2 separate regions of the Sus scrofa genome follow, and region 2 is linked to region 1. A link is a contact called in public HiChIP or PLAC-seq data. All regions are on one chromosome and are shown on one strand. Each heading gives the region's core, a stretch centred on a gene start, on an enhancer-like site or on the middle of the called end of the contact. The rest is flanking DNA. Distances are from core to core; before and after follow the strand shown.

Evidence for each region. HiChIP or PLAC-seq counts read pairs in DNA pulled down with a chosen protein or histone mark.
Region 2: an H3K27ac HiChIP or PLAC-seq map of alveolar macrophages shows a contact between it and region 1. The contact joins the enhancer-like site here to the promoter of PRR3 in region 1. A contact is called at or near these places in 16 of 47 Hi-C or Micro-C datasets (alveolar macrophages, blood, embryonic fibroblasts and 8 more) and 2 of 2 datasets of contacts at active chromatin or transcription factors (alveolar macrophages and skeletal muscle).

The regions. Positions count from the first base shown.
Region 1 is chr7:23,108,158-23,115,367 of Sscrofa11.1, reverse strand. It overlaps PRR3 (proline-rich protein 3), which reads right to left and starts at 2,839. Exons shown (of 5, transcript XR_002345608.1): 1 at 1,700-2,839; 2 at 941-1,003. GNL1 (G protein nucleolar 1 (putative)) reads left to right here and starts at 2,954. Exons shown (of 12, transcript NM_001128478.1): 1 at 2,954-3,026; 2 at 3,445-3,610; 3 at 3,985-4,121; 4 at 4,283-4,434; 5 at 4,552-4,623; 6 at 5,850-6,057; 7 at 6,202-6,297; 8 at 6,661-6,855. The coding sequence starts at 2,954.
Region 2 is chr7:23,143,417-23,150,626 of Sscrofa11.1, reverse strand. It overlaps ABCF1 (ATP binding cassette subfamily F member 1), which reads right to left. Exons shown (of 24, transcript NM_001123069.1): 24 at 7,191-7,210. The coding sequence ends at 7,191. PPP1R10 (protein phosphatase 1 regulatory subunit 10) reads left to right here. Exons shown (of 18, transcript NM_001123165.1): 17 at 1-307; 18 at 585-694. The coding sequence ends at 694. Among named protein-coding and RNA genes, the nearest start is that of PPP1R10, 12 kb to the left of the region's middle. Within about 2 kb of position 3,321, at least 26 of the 83 cell types and tissues checked have an H3K27ac peak or open chromatin away from gene starts, as enhancers often do. A contact at or near this core is called in alveolar macrophages, fetal liver, liver and 3 more, where this site is marked.

The DNA of each region.
Region 1 (7,210 bases), core at 1,590-4,089:
TTTTCTAATGTAGTTCAGTTTGTCTTTCCTTTACAGTTAGTGTGTGTGTTTCTTGTCTGTTTAAAAATTCTAATCTACTTTCTTTTTTTGGCCACCCTGCAGCATTGGAGTTCCTGGGCCAGGGATCAGATCTGAGGCACAGTTTCGACCTTTGGCTGCAGCTATGGCAAAGCGGCATCCTTAACTCGATGTTCTGGGCAGGGCCGGGGACTGAACCTGGATCCTGGTGGTGCGGGGATGCCTCCAATCCTGTTGCACCACAGTGGGAACTCCTAATCTACTTTAAGACTGTGACATATATTTGTTTTCAAGAATTATTTCTTTACCTTTTATATTTAGATATATATAGTCTACTTGAAATTGCTGTTTGTATATAGCATGAAAAGGAGGTCAAATTTCTCCACCCCCTCCATGAACACCATATTAATCCAGCATCATTTACTGAAAAGACCACTATTTTATTTCAGTTTCATCTTCATCATTAACAAAGTGACCATGTATGTGTGGACCTGTTACTGAACTCTTTATGCCATTCTGTTTATTTATATGGCTCTCATTTGGCCAGTATCATAGCATCATAACTACTATAGTTTTACAATAAGGCTTGATATTCAGAATAAGCCCTTCCACTTTGACTGTCTTTGCAATCTCTCACCTTGACCCTTTGCATTTACATACAAGAATGTAGAATGTTTACTTTCTACAAAAACTTTGTAGGGATTATAACTGTGAGTGCATTGATCCTATAGGTCAATTTGGGAAGAACTGACACTTTCACAGCATTGAGTTTTTTCAATCTGTCAGGACATATTTTCCATTAATTTAAGAGGTATAGAATGCCTGATCTTTGAAGTCCTTCCTGGGTTTCAGTCTGTACTCCCCCACCCCATTCCTCCCTTCTCAGGACCTAATCCAAGAATCACGGCCCCTTTCTCCTCACCTGACTTGGGATCACCAGGCTTTCCATTGGCCATGGGGGGAGGACCCAGAAGGCTGGGTGGTCCTACGAGTAGACATGAAAATATGGTCATCAGAATGGACTAAAGGACTGGTGATCTTGCTTTTATATATTTTTCTTCTATTACTCATTTCTTAATCTAACTGCTAAAGCCAGGTATATTCTCAGTTACCAGCTCTCACCCTATCTATCTGCAAAGCATTTTCAGGATTTGCAAAGTGGAGACTCAAGGGGAATAATGAGGAAAGGATATCTACAAACTTTCTCTTAGGCTGTTGCTATCCAAAAGATCCTAAGTGGTTCCAGAAGTAATCCAATTTCTCGCTTTAACTGTTGACCAATCAGATAGCTCTCCCCACCTCCATCCCATTCCCGAGTAGTTTAAAGAAGGCTGCTCTTCCACCTTCCCTGTGAAAGTCTGGTCACAAACTGTCATCCCAGTCATGCAATCTGCAACCTCTCTAGGGCCCCCACTCCCCTGTCGTGCTGCGGCTGCGCACACGAACTCTTCGTCTTCTCCCTTGACTTCTTTAGAAAGGTTTAGGGGCCGGTTTGAAGTTAAGGGTTCAAGTAAGAGATCTCACATAGTGCTCTATTCCGGACAGGCCTCCCCCAGCCCCCGCCCCAGCGCGTGCGCCCTTCCTCCTTCCGTTAGAGCCCCCTCCCCAGCACATTTTCGGCGGCTAGCCCCTCGCCTGGCCCAGCTGACAGGCATGTGCACACCCCTCTCGGACTCCTCACCGATGGGACTCCCATCCTCCTCATCTCCAGTCTCTTCCCGCTCTGTCAGTGGGGGCTGCTGATGCGGAGGCTGCTGCTGCTGAGTCTGCTTCTTTCGTTTCGGCATCGTGGTTGCGGCAATGGCTGCAGCGGGATTTGGAGAGCAGTGAGGAAGGGGCACGCTGGAATTCTGTTTCCGCTTCCGGGGGGGCAGTGGACAGTGAAGGCTGGGGCTCCCGCCATTTCACTTCCGGAAGGCTCTGGGGACCCTTTGTGCGGCTCGTCTCACATCAGCAGGCTCCCTCGGCCTTAGCCAGGCGTGGCAGCAATCCCAAACCATTCCTTTATCGCATTTCTATGAACGCTTGAAAAAGTCGCTCGCTTCCCCCCGGCTGGGAAAAAAACACAACCGGCTCCTCACAGTGTGTCATAGAGTCGGCGGGCTCTCGGGGCAGAAAGCCTGACAGAGGGGCTGTCGCACCCTAAGATCGCCACATCCGGTCCCCGGTTTCTATGGTAACAGCTGCAGGCACAACTTCGTGCCCTGTGACCTCCCTCCAAACATCCTTGTCCCACCTGGATTTCCCTCCTCGGCCGCACTTGCACTTATGATCTGTAAATCTGCTCCTTATCACCGTTCCCACAAGGAATCTGGGTGCCAGCAGGGCAGTGCCTAGGGCTCTCCAAACCGCCATCCGCCCCTCAAGACCTCTGACCCTGTCCTAGTGTAGCCCAGTCATTTGGCTTCCTTCCCGGGACGCGTGGTCGCGGCTTTCCTCCAAGATCCAGCCGGAGGGTTGGTAAAGTAGATTCTGCGCGTCCCTTTCTCCCCCGGGTGGTAAGACCCGCCCTCCGCTCCACTGCCCCCACCAGGTGAGTGGTAGCTTCTCCCCCGCGCGCAAGGTAGTGATGACACGCGTCCCCCCTCCTCCGAGCGCTAGTTGGTAGCGTCCGTGACGAAGTTAGACCGATCCTCCCACGCGCGCCTCCTTTCTCGCGGCTGCTGAGCCCTGTCCGTGCCACTGGCTCTTACATGCTGGTAGCCCACCTCTCATCATTCTCTTGCCTCGCTCCCAGTGGAAAGTGACTGTATTTTCCCCTGGTCGTCTTCCACCCCGGCCGCGGGGGCGCATCGGCCAGGCCCGCCCGCTGACGTCACCTTCCAGCCCCGCCCCCTCCAGGGTCCCGGGCCCCTGCGACCGGGGCTGCCCCGGGGGGAGTCAGTTGAAGCGGCTGGAGCTCGGCGGAGGGCGGGCCAGGTGACTGGTCCGGGCCATGCCGAGGAAGAAGCCTTTCAGCGTGAAGCAGAAGAAGAAGCAGTTGCAGGACAAGCGGGAGCGGAAGCGAGGTCAGTGCGGGAGCCAGAAGAGGGGGCGGGGCTCGGACTCCCGCACATCTGGAGGGAGGGGTGTGCCCACCTCACCTCTGGGAGGCGTGGGAAGGGGTGGCGGCAGCGCGCCGACGCGCGTGGGCGACCGCAGAGGGGATTCCCTCACCCCAGCCCCCCTACATCTGGAAGGGGTGGGGAAGGATGGAGAGTTGGGGGAGGGGAATCCCTCCAGCTCCTACGGGGCGCCATCCCCACAGATCCCTGGAGGAGTGCCTCCCCCCACGCACATCCGGGAGGGTCCTGGGCAGAGTAGGTGGGAGGATCTGGCTTCAAAAGAATCAGGGTGGTGTGAGGAGGAGCCAGGCCAACCGTGGGGGGGGGGTCTTATGGCCCCTGAGAGCTGGCCAGCACTGGCGTCACCAGCTCCTCCCCGCAGGGCTTCAAGATGGGCTGCGATCCAGTTCCAACAGCCGCAGCGGGAGCCGGGAGCGGCGGGAGGAGCAGACTGACACCTCGGACGGGGAATCTGTGACCCATCACATCCGCAGGCTCAACCAGCAGCCTTCCCAGGGGCTGGGCCCGCGTGGCTATGACCCAAATCGGTGAGAGTGGGCGGGGGTCTCTGGCCTGGGCTTCCCCGCCTACCCGGAAGTCAGAGCGCTAGGGGAAAGCAGGCTGCTGCTGGTGGAGGCTTGAAACTGGAGATGGTGGGGCTGGGATGCGACGGTTTTCCGCGGGGCCTCTGGGTCACCAGAGCGGGCCACGATCTTCTGGACTGGAGGGGCTGGGGAGAGTTTGGCCTTCAGAAGGGCGAGACTTGGAGGAAGGCCTACTGCTGTGTGAAAAAGATTTGGGGGAGGGCCCATTCAGAGGAGTGACTTGAACTCTGGAGAGGAAGCTTTGCGAAGTTGTCTGCCCAAGAGGGTAGTTTGTGACCAAGGATTGGCGATGGATGTGGTGGTCCCTGTCCTGTTAGGTATCGGCTGCATTTTGAGCGAGACAGCCGAGAGGAGGTGGAGAGGAGAAAGAGAGCGGCCCGGGAGCAAGTGCTGCAGCCCGTGAGTGCTGAGCTGCTGGAGCTGGACATCCAGGAAGTCTATCAGCCTGGGTCTGGTGAGTGAGCTCAGCGCTGGGAGCTTAGGTCAGGCAGTGGGCTGGGGAAAGGAGTTTAGAAGAGTAAGAGCTGACTGGGAGGAAGAATGGGAGGGCCTGGGATGCACCCTAGGTTCTAAAACTATTCTCAGACTTATTTGGACTTTTTCTTGATTTCTCAGTTCTGGACTTTCCCCGACGTCCTCCTTGGAACTATGAAATGTCCAAGGAGCAACTGATGAGCCAGGAGGAACGGAGCTTCCAGGAGTATCTTGGGAAGATTCATGGGGCTTATACCTCTGAGAAACTCAGTTACTTTGAGCACAATCTGGAGGTGAGAATAGAGTGAAGACAGGAGTGGGGCGTAGTGACACGTGGTCAGATTGGTCTGCCGTCAGGCAGGAGAGCAACTCTGGGCTCAGGTTCTCTCATATCAACCTTGTCTTTTCAGACATGGAGGCAGCTGTGGCGAGTGTTAGAGATGTCTGACATTGTCCTGCTAATTACTGATATCCGACATCCAGTGAGTCCTGGGGATGAGGTTGGGCCAGGGGAGGAGGGAGGAAGATCCTTGTGGGGTAAAGGGCAGAAGCAGGAGTTGGGAGGCAAAGAGGTAACCTCTTCCTTTCTGGTCTCCTCTATTCCATGCTGATGGCTGCAGTCCAAAGACTCAGTCTTTATTCATCAGTGTCCCAGCCTGTCACTCCTCCCCTGGCCACTGCCTCTCCTTTTCTTTGCTCCTTTGATGAAAAACTGCATATCCTGTTTCCTAGCCCACTAGAGCTCATACAAAGTCCCAGTATGGAGCTCCAGGGGATTCTGTGAAAAGGGCTGCCCTGCCGTAGGGGTCACTGCAGAACTCAGCCTCCCTCGGGATGCTAGGGTAGTGGCTAAAGCTGTAGACTCTGCTGCTGGACGGCCCTTGTGTGACCTGGCTCTGCTACTTCACAGTTGTCCTCCAGTGGGAGAAAGGGAAGTCTGAGGACTGTGGGGACATTCAGGTTGGAGATCTTTAACAGCATGTATGCACACTCCTTCACACAGACATACACGCGCATTCACACGCTCACACAGCCACACATACTCAACACAAATGTGCATGTGTGCATGCACACATGTATGCATGTGTACACATGTAGACAGGTGTGTGCACTTGAAAATAGATACATATTTTTGGAGTTCCCATCATGGCCCAGCGGAAATGAATCTGACTAGCATCCATGATGATGCGGGTTTGATCCCTGACCTCGCTCAGTGGGTTAAGGATCTGGTGTTGCGTAGGTCGCAGACGTGGCCGGGATCTGGCATTAATTGTGGCTGTGATGTAGGCCGGCAGCTATACCTTCGATCCGACCTCTAACCTGGGAACCTCCATATGCCGTGGGTTCAGCCCTAAAAAGCAAAAAGAAAGAAAATAGATAACGTATTTCTATCCCAACCCCCATCCCTGTTTGTGATTCCAGCCCTTACCCCAGTGTGCTGGGGTGGGTCCCTGTTTCCTGGTCGTGTTTTCAGCTCATTTCCATCCCTAATCAGGCCCTGTAGAGAATCCTCTGGAGACAAATGCACAGGTGTCACTTACCCCTGCTTTGTCTTCTGAGTTCAGTTTGACTGACTTACCCTTGTTGCCCCAGATTCTGCTTCCACCAGGGTGTTATTTCCAAGCTGTGCCTGGTGAGTGCGGAGCTGGAGGCAGAGAACTCGGGGTTGACCTTGCGTTGCTCCCTTCTCTTCCCATCCCTTTTTCAGGTTGTGAATTTCCCACCAGCACTTTATGAGTACGTGACTGGAGAGCTTGGGCTGGCCTTGGTGCTGGTCCTGAACAAGGTGGATCTGGCCCCGCCAGCTCTCGTAGTTGCCTGGAAGCATTATTTCCACCAGCACTATCCCCAGCTCCACATTGTCCTTTTCACCTCTTTTCCTCGGGACCCCCGCACACCGCAGGATCCTAGCAGCGGTGAGTGGGCAGTGAGGAGGGCAGCGTGGGAAAGAGGGGATTGGCAGGGGACAGAGGGGAACCTGATCTGGGGCCTGAGGCGGGGGGTGGTGGGGGCATAAGCCCCATGGGGTGTGCTCACACGTTTGTGCCTTGTGATTTCAGTCTTGAAGAAGAGTCGGAGGCGGGGGAGGGGATGGACTCGGGCCCTGGGGCCGGAGCAGCTGCTGAGAGCCTGTGAGGCCATCACTGCGGGGAAAGGTATGTGCCACTTCGGGGGGTAGCCATGGAAGGCCATGGGAGAGACCCAAGGCCCAGAGTCATTCTGCTCACCTTTCTTGAAGTCAGAGCCTCTGGTATGGACTCAGGTGAGAGACCACAGGGAGGCATGGAAGAGGGAGCAGCCTGACTTGGTGGGTAAAAGGAGGTGGCAGGCAGCAGCCCCAGTGGTTTGCTGCCTTTAGTCTTGCCGGTGCTTTTCAAAAACTCAGTAATACGTGCAATTCCAGGATGGGGTCCTTGGCTTTTCCTACCTCCAGAGGGTGCCACATAAATCAGCTGTGCAGTGCATTGTCTGTGCCGTGGTACCCAGCAGCCCTGAGAGCCTTCTCCTTCCTTGCACAGTGGACCTGAGCAGCTGGCGGGAGAAGATTGCCCGGGATGTGGCAGGGGCCACCTGGGGTAATGGCTCCGGGGAGGAGGAGGAAGAGGAGGACGGGCCGGCCGTCCTGGTGGAGCAGCAGACTGACTCGGCGATGGAGCCCACGGGCCCAACGCGGGAGCGCTACAAGGACGGGGTGGTGACCATCGGCTGTGTGGGTAAGGAGGCGGCCCATGCACGGTGGCTTCCAAGAGGCCCAGGGTTTCAGCATTTGGAAAAGAGGGAAGATAGGTCCCACTAGGGCAGAGGAGGCCATCTGCTACTGGGGAAGGGTCACAGCATGCCTGAGTTAAATCCCACTTCTTTCTCAGCTTATTGATCTTGAGTAAGTTATTTACCCACTCTCGGTCTTTGTGAGTTTGCTTTTCAAAATGAGGACGGTGAGGAGTTCCTGCTGTGGTGCAGTGGGTTAAGGATCTGGCATTGCTGCAACTGTGGCATAGGTTGCAGTATGGCTCAGATTTGATCCCTGGCCTGAGAACTTCCATTGGCCGTGGGTGCAACCAAAAGAAG
Region 2 (7,210 bases), core at 2,072-4,571, 35 kb before region 1:
GAAGGCCCTGGCGGTGGCATGGGTGGGGGGCATCGCCCCCATGAAGGTCCCGGCGGTGGCATGGGTGGAGGCAGTGGACATCGCCCCCACGAAGGCCCTGGCGGAGGAATGGGTGCTGGTGGTGGACATCGGCCCCATGAAGGCCCTGGACATGGGGGGCCCCATGGCCACAGGCCTCATGATGTCCCTGGTCACCGAGGCCACGACCATAGAGGGCCGCCACCTCATGAACACCGTGGCCATGATGGCCCTGGTCACGGAGGAGGGGGCCACCGAGGGCATGATGGAGGCCACAACCACGGAGGAGGTGAGGATGCTCCCTGTCCCCTTGTGTGCCTCTTGGTGTCCCATACAGGCATTGGCGGGGGGGCTGTCACTACCTCAGGTGTGGCAGGCAGAACCCCAGGTCACCTCGTTCCCAGTTCCCAGCATGCCTGGCAGCTCCTACCTTTTACCCTTCCCCCAGGCCCCCAAGCTTGGTGTCGCTGAAAGATGCTTCTCAGGAGGCTTGGACTGCTGCCGCGAGGGTGGTACTGACCTCTGAGCTATTCTGTCTAACCGTCATTCCCCCCTTGTTCCCACAGACATGTCAAAGCGCCCCGTTTGTCGACATTTCATGATGAAGGGCAACTGCCGCTACGAGAACAACTGTGCCTTCTACCACCCGGGTGTCAATGGGCCCCCCCTGCCCTAGGACCGCCCGCCCGCCCGCACACAGCCCTGCGGACTGTAGCCTGGCTCCTTCCACCCTTTTATGGCTTCTGTGAGGCCCACTGTCCCCTGCCCCCAGCCGATGAGGAGCTGGCCCCCTCAGCGCCCACCTGCCTGGGTTCCTGGGGGTTTTCTGATCACTGGTGCGCATCGATGTACATATTTCCCTCCAGTCTGGGGAGGAGAGACTGGACACATTCTGTACCCTGGACTGAAGAGGAGACCCAGTTGGCTTCACTTTTTGAGGAGAGTTGTCCGGTTTCCCAAGTCCCTCCCTCCCCGGTGTGACCCTGCGTGCCGGAGAACCTGAAGCTAGCGAGGCCGGAGCCCACCTCTGCTCTCCTGCGCTGGGTCCCGACGCGTGTGAGATCATCCCAGCCACGGATATTCCTCCCTGCGGGGTAGAGGTGGTAAGGGGTGCTCTACCTCCCTCTGCACGGAGGGGCTCGGTCCGGCTGGATTTGAGTCCGGAACACACCTCGCCCCCCCACCCCCCCTCCAGCCATCCGTTCTGAATTCTTTCTCTAAGGACTGCGACCGTCTGAAGAGCCGAGTTTGCAGCATGGGTCTGGCTGGGTTCGATGATGGCAAATTCCTATCTGCATCCAGTCAAGTTTGAGCTGGCCTAGGGGTGGCTCTTTGTGGCGGTCCACCCTTGCCTACGGCTCATTCTGGAAATTAAAACACTTCAGTGAGACCAGCTTTTCATCAACTGAAGCCCGGTGTGCTGGGCCTGACAGTCACACTACATGCACTGCCTTCAGGAGTGAGTGCGCTCCTGGCCCCTACCTGGAACCTTGTCGGGGGAGGCCTCCAGCTCCCTTGCCCTGTCAGCCACCTCTGAGTCCCCACCAGGTGCCTTCCTGGGTGGATTCGTTAGGGTGACTGGCCCTCTCCAGCCCTTTCCTTCACCTGTCTCAGCATCAGTTGTTTTCTATGAAAACAGTGGATTGGTTGGGTTTTGTGCAGGGTCTATGGTTAGAGCCACAATGGATTTGAGGATGAGTATTTTTCTTTTTCTTTTGGTTTTGTATATTTTGTACATTAATAATAAACAGTGGAAAGAGAAGCAACTTATTTAACCCCCGGTGTATTTGGAATTTTTTGTCTTTTTAGGGCCACACCTGTGGCATATGGAGGTTCCCAGGCTAAGGGTCGAATTGGAACTGTAGCCACTGGCCTATACCACAGCCACAGCAATGCCAGGTCCGAGCCACGTCTGCAACCTACACCACAGCTCACGGCAATACTAGATCCTTAAAACCACTGAGCAAGGCTGGGCATCGAACTCGTAACCTCATGGATGCTAATCAGATTCGATTCTGCTGAGCATGATGGGAACTCCTGGACTCTTTACTGTTACTTAGCTGCGCTTGAGGTTACATTAATATAAACCTCTGTGGAATGTAGTTTTCAATACTTTGTTGGTATTAAATACTGGTGAAGGGAGTTCCTGTCGTGGCACACAGAAAAGAATCCGACTAGGAACCATGAGGTTGTGGGTTTGAGCCCTGGTCTCGCTCAGTGAGTTAAGGATCCAGCGTTGCTGTGAGCGGTGGTGTAGGTCGCAGACATGGCTCAGATCTGGCGTTGCTATGGCCGTGGTGTAGGCCAGCAGCTGTAGCTCCAATTAGACCCCCAGCCTGGGAACTATATGCTGTGTGTGTAGCCCTAAAAAGGGAAGAAAAAACTGGTGAAGGAGTGCTGTGAATATGAAACACCGCAGGGTACAGGGGGGCTCCCGTGTTGTGAGACACTGGGGATCCAGAACTCACAGATTGGCTGAGATGCAGGAGGTTCAGACACATGGATTCTAGCTGATCTGCCAGCCTGCAGAGTAGCTTAGGGAAGGAATTTAAACGAGGGTTAGAAAGCAGAAGATGGAGAGGATTAAATAGTTAAGTTCTGCTATTATGCAATTAGAAATCAGTAGGTTACGTTTTATGGGGAAAGGGAGCATATTGAGGCCAGAGTTGAGAAGAGTGGTTTCCAACCTTTTAGCGTTCCATCAGAATCATCCGAAGGGCTTTGTTTTTTCATTCCCACTGTGGTGGAATGGAGCAATGGGATAGGTAGCGTCTTGGGAGCACTGGGACACATATTCAGTCCCCAGACCAGGCTGGCACAGTGGGTTAAGGATCCGGTGTTGCCACAGCTGTGGCTTAGGTCGCAACAGCACTTGGGATCTGATCCCTGGCCTGGGAACTCCATATGCTGCGGGGGCAGCCAAAAAAAGGGAAAATTCACTGTCCCTAGAACGTGTTTCTAGGCTGTTGTTTCTAGGATTGGCCACAAGACGGCAGTAACTTCCTAAATTCCACAAGCCCAACCCACACTTAGTAAAGCCGATTGCCGGCAGCTGCAGCTTAGATCGCAACAGCAGCTTGTATCTGATACCTGGCCGGGTAACGGCTAACTCCATATGCCAAAGGGAGGCCAAAAAAAGGAAAAAAAGAAAAATTTCACTGTTCCTAGAACACGTTTCTTGGCTGTTGTTTCTAGGATTGGCCACAAGAGGGCAGCAACTTCCTAAAGTCACAAACCGAACCTACACTTAAAGCCAGTGGGGCAGATTTTATCTTCCCTTTGCCCCATTTCGCCAAAGAGGGTGTCCAGTTAGCCTGCTGTTCCTCTCTGCACTGGGAGAGCGCCTGAGAAGACATAATCTAAAGGCCAAGCTAAGGAGGTGAAATAACGAAGTACACAGCTCAAGTGAAAAGTTTAGAAAAAAATTTAAAAATTCTTTAACTTGCATTTCCTTCCTTCTGGATCCATCTATTGCCTGCTTCATACTTTCCTCCCTTCATCTGCAACAGGCCACAAGAACCTTTAAAGAGAGCTTAGTTTTTTCTATTTTACTTTAAAAATGAGTTCAGGAGTTGCCATCGTGGCTCAGTGGTTAACAAATCCGACTAAGAACCATGAGGTTGCGGGTTCGATCCCTGGCCTGGGAACTCCAGGCCTTGCTTAGTGGGTTAAGGATTGGGCATTGCCATGAGCTGTGGTGTAGGTCACAGACGTGGCTCAGATCCCACGTGGCTGTGGCTCTGGCATAGGCCGGCAGCTATAACTCTGATTAGACCCCTAGCCTGGGAACCTGCATGTGCTGTGTGGCCATAGAAAAGACAAAAAAAAAAAAAAAAGTTCAGTAATTTTCCTTTCAAATTCTTCATGAAAATCCAAAATAAACTGTTACTTAGGTTTTCTTTATTTTGGGGGCATAGGGGGAGAGGCTGAGCATCTCTTCCATTTCACTGTACCCATCAACTCATTTCTGTTCTTCACCACGCCCTCGCGACTGCTTCAGTTGGCCTGTTCTTTCTCTTTCCATTTCCACTCCCATCCCCCAAATCCACTTCGAACTTTTGACACTGTCAGCTTTCCCAAGCACACCAGTCCAATCTCCAATTCTCAATCACCATTATGTTGTTTCTCCCATTCCTGCTCCCTGGCAGTAAACCTAACATTGAAAGATCAGGAAATCCTACCACCCTGGCGCAGTGTAAATTATTAGCACCAACTCAACATTTACCGCTGCCTGGCAAACTTCTGAACTCCTCTTGATTCGCCGGCACCAAACCTCCTGGGAAAGTGAGCCCCCTGGAGTGCTTGCACTTCTCTTTGGCTGAAAATCAGTCTACATTATTTTCTTTCCTTTCGGAGAGGAAGGGGAGTATTTCCTCCTTCCCAAGAGAATATCTAACGCCCCTCCTGACCTTGCTCCCTGCCCCCTCCATTCTTCATCCAGCAGCCAATTCTGTGAAAATGAAAACTAGGTCAATCACACTCCGGCAGAGACACCGAGGGCCCCCTATTGCTCCCGGGATCATAGCCCAACTCCCTATCAAGGTTTACAAGGCCCTGTGGGTCCTGGCTCCTGCTCAGGCTCCAAGCTCAAGCTAGGTTCCATGTTCTAAGCTTAAGCCAAGTCAAACTTTTTCCAGCTTCTGGGCCTTTGCCCATTCTGGTCCCTTCCCCAAAGGCTCTTTCTCACTTATCTAGTCAGTTCCTTCTCCATCTAAAGGCTTTGGCTTTAATGTTACTTCCTCTGAGGAGTTCCCTTGTGTCTCAGCAAACCTGACTAGCATCCATGAGATGCAGGGTCAATCCCTGGCCTCGCTCAGTAGGTCAAGGCTCCAGCATTGCCGTGAGCTGTGGTGCAGGTTGCAGACGTGGCTTGGATCCTTTGCTGCTGTGACTGTGGTGTAGGCCAGCAGCTCAGCTCTGACTGACCCCTAGTCTGGGAGCTTCTTCATGCCAAAGTTGCGGCCCTAAAACAAAAAACAAAAAAACTGTGGGAAATGTAAAATTTTAGTATTCATTTTACAAGTAACATTCCTGTATATCTGATGTATCATCTCATCTAAACAAGTGAACTGAAAATGTTAAGTGTAAAGTATAGAGTGTAACATGAAATACATGTTAACAAAAGCAGAAGAATTTACAGTCCTTTACAAATGGTTATATATCTAATCCCTGAATAACCTGGTGAGGTTGGATCACCTCCATGTTACAGATGAGCAAACAGGTACCAAGAGGTTAAGTCCAAGGTCATACCATTAGTAGTGGACTTGAAGCCTGCTGCCTCTGTTCTGGACCCACTTCATCAAATCGTGGAGATTACTTTTACATGTAGCACTGAACTTGGCACAAGACCCTTGCTTTTCTCCCTCACATTCCAAAGGGTGTTCCTCTAATTTGGAAATGTACCAGTGGAACCTCTGCAACTACGTCCACACCAAACCTACACTTTCTTTTTTAATTTTGTGATTTTTATTTTTTCCATTATAGTTGATTTACCAAACCTTCACTTTCAATATAAACCTCATACCTGAGGTCCAATATTATTTGGCCAAAAAATAACTCCAAAATTAGCTGTCCCGCCTCAGGTTTTTTTTTTTTTTTTTGCTATGCCCATGACAAGTTCTGCAGCCAGGGACTGAACCCAAATGACCGCAGTGACCCAAGCCACAACAGTAACAATGCCAGATCCTTAACTATTAGGCCACCAGGGAACTCCCAGCTCAGTAAGTCTTCAACATTCTTCATACTCACCTGGAATTGGATTATTGTCTCTCTCCAACTCCCACCTGGCTCTTTCCATTTGTCCTTTCCTTTCCATCCCGCTCTCATATCCTAACTCAGGATTTATTACCCTATCACCACAGAGGATGTCTCTATGGTCCACCTCACCCTTCACACCTGAAATCACCACCAACCACTTGGGGTTTTACTTTCCAAACCCATCTTTTTGGTCTAGCTGTAAGAAGAAAAGTGGCTTCAACAGCCACGTTCTTGCATCAACACCCATACTTTTTTCTTCCCTAGAGTCACCCTTTTCCTAGCTTCCAAAAATGGCTCCCTGTTCCTCATTATTAAAATCCCTTTCTCGTCTTCAAGGTTCATCCTCAAGTGATCCTACCAAAACCCCAAGCTCTGGACAACCTCTCCCTTCTATGAGCATGAGGCAACTGAAGACTCTAGAGCACCACACATTTGGCAATTAATCGTTTCATGCCGTACACTCACGTCTTTTTTTCTAAGTCTTCTCTAACTAGGCTCTTCATGAAGGCAGACCCGTCCCCTCCCCTCTCGTATACCCCACGGTGCCGGGCCTGTTGGCTGATGCAGCGGCTCTGGGAGATCAGCACCCTGGTCCCTGACCACAGGCGGAGCTTGGATAGCGAGAAACTGAGTGTCCTAGAGGGAGGTGATGAATCATTTCCCTTGTCCTTGTCTGAAGGGATCGGGGGTTATGGGGGCACCCCCAACAGCCAGCACCATCTAATTCGCAGTAACACTGCAGGTCAGACCCATCTGTCCTGAGGAACGGGCGAATATTTAACGCAGCCAGAAAACAGAATAAAGCAAACCAAGACTAAGAGTTCCAGCTCCCACGAACCTCCAAACAGTGACAAGATGGCCGCAACGCCTTTCCTTTATTTCTTCCCCTTGTAAAGGGTGATTTGAGTTCAGCAGCATTCCTTTCCTGCCCCCAAGTCCCCAAGCAGCCTAGAGATTATAGGCACCAAGTCCTGGCTCTCAGCATGGGTTTCAGAACTCCCCTCCAGCTCTGAGTGGCCACAGCTGCTTGAATCCGTTAGGTCAGCATTAAATCCACCAGAAAAGAGCAGCAGCACTCACAGACCAGGGCGGCAGCTGGGCCGGAAGCGTTGAGGTGGCCCAGCTTCTGAGAGAGGACGGCCTCGGACCACTGGCCACGTGCCCTTGGCTGGATGGAATCCCTCAATAATGAATGTGACCTGTTCGTACAGAGGGACTTCAAGGACAAGGCCAGCATGGTTATCTGAAGAGAAGCAGAACAGCCAAGTCTTTCAGAGAAAAGGCAGCGATCAAAGCGGCATCCTGGTCACATCAGGACCACGTTCCGCCTTCACGTGCCGAGAGCTGCTGGCCCCGCTGCAGACCAGAGGGGCCTCCGAGGAGAGGGGGACGAGGGGGCTTCCAGGAGGGAAAGCTCACTCGCGGGGCCGGCTGA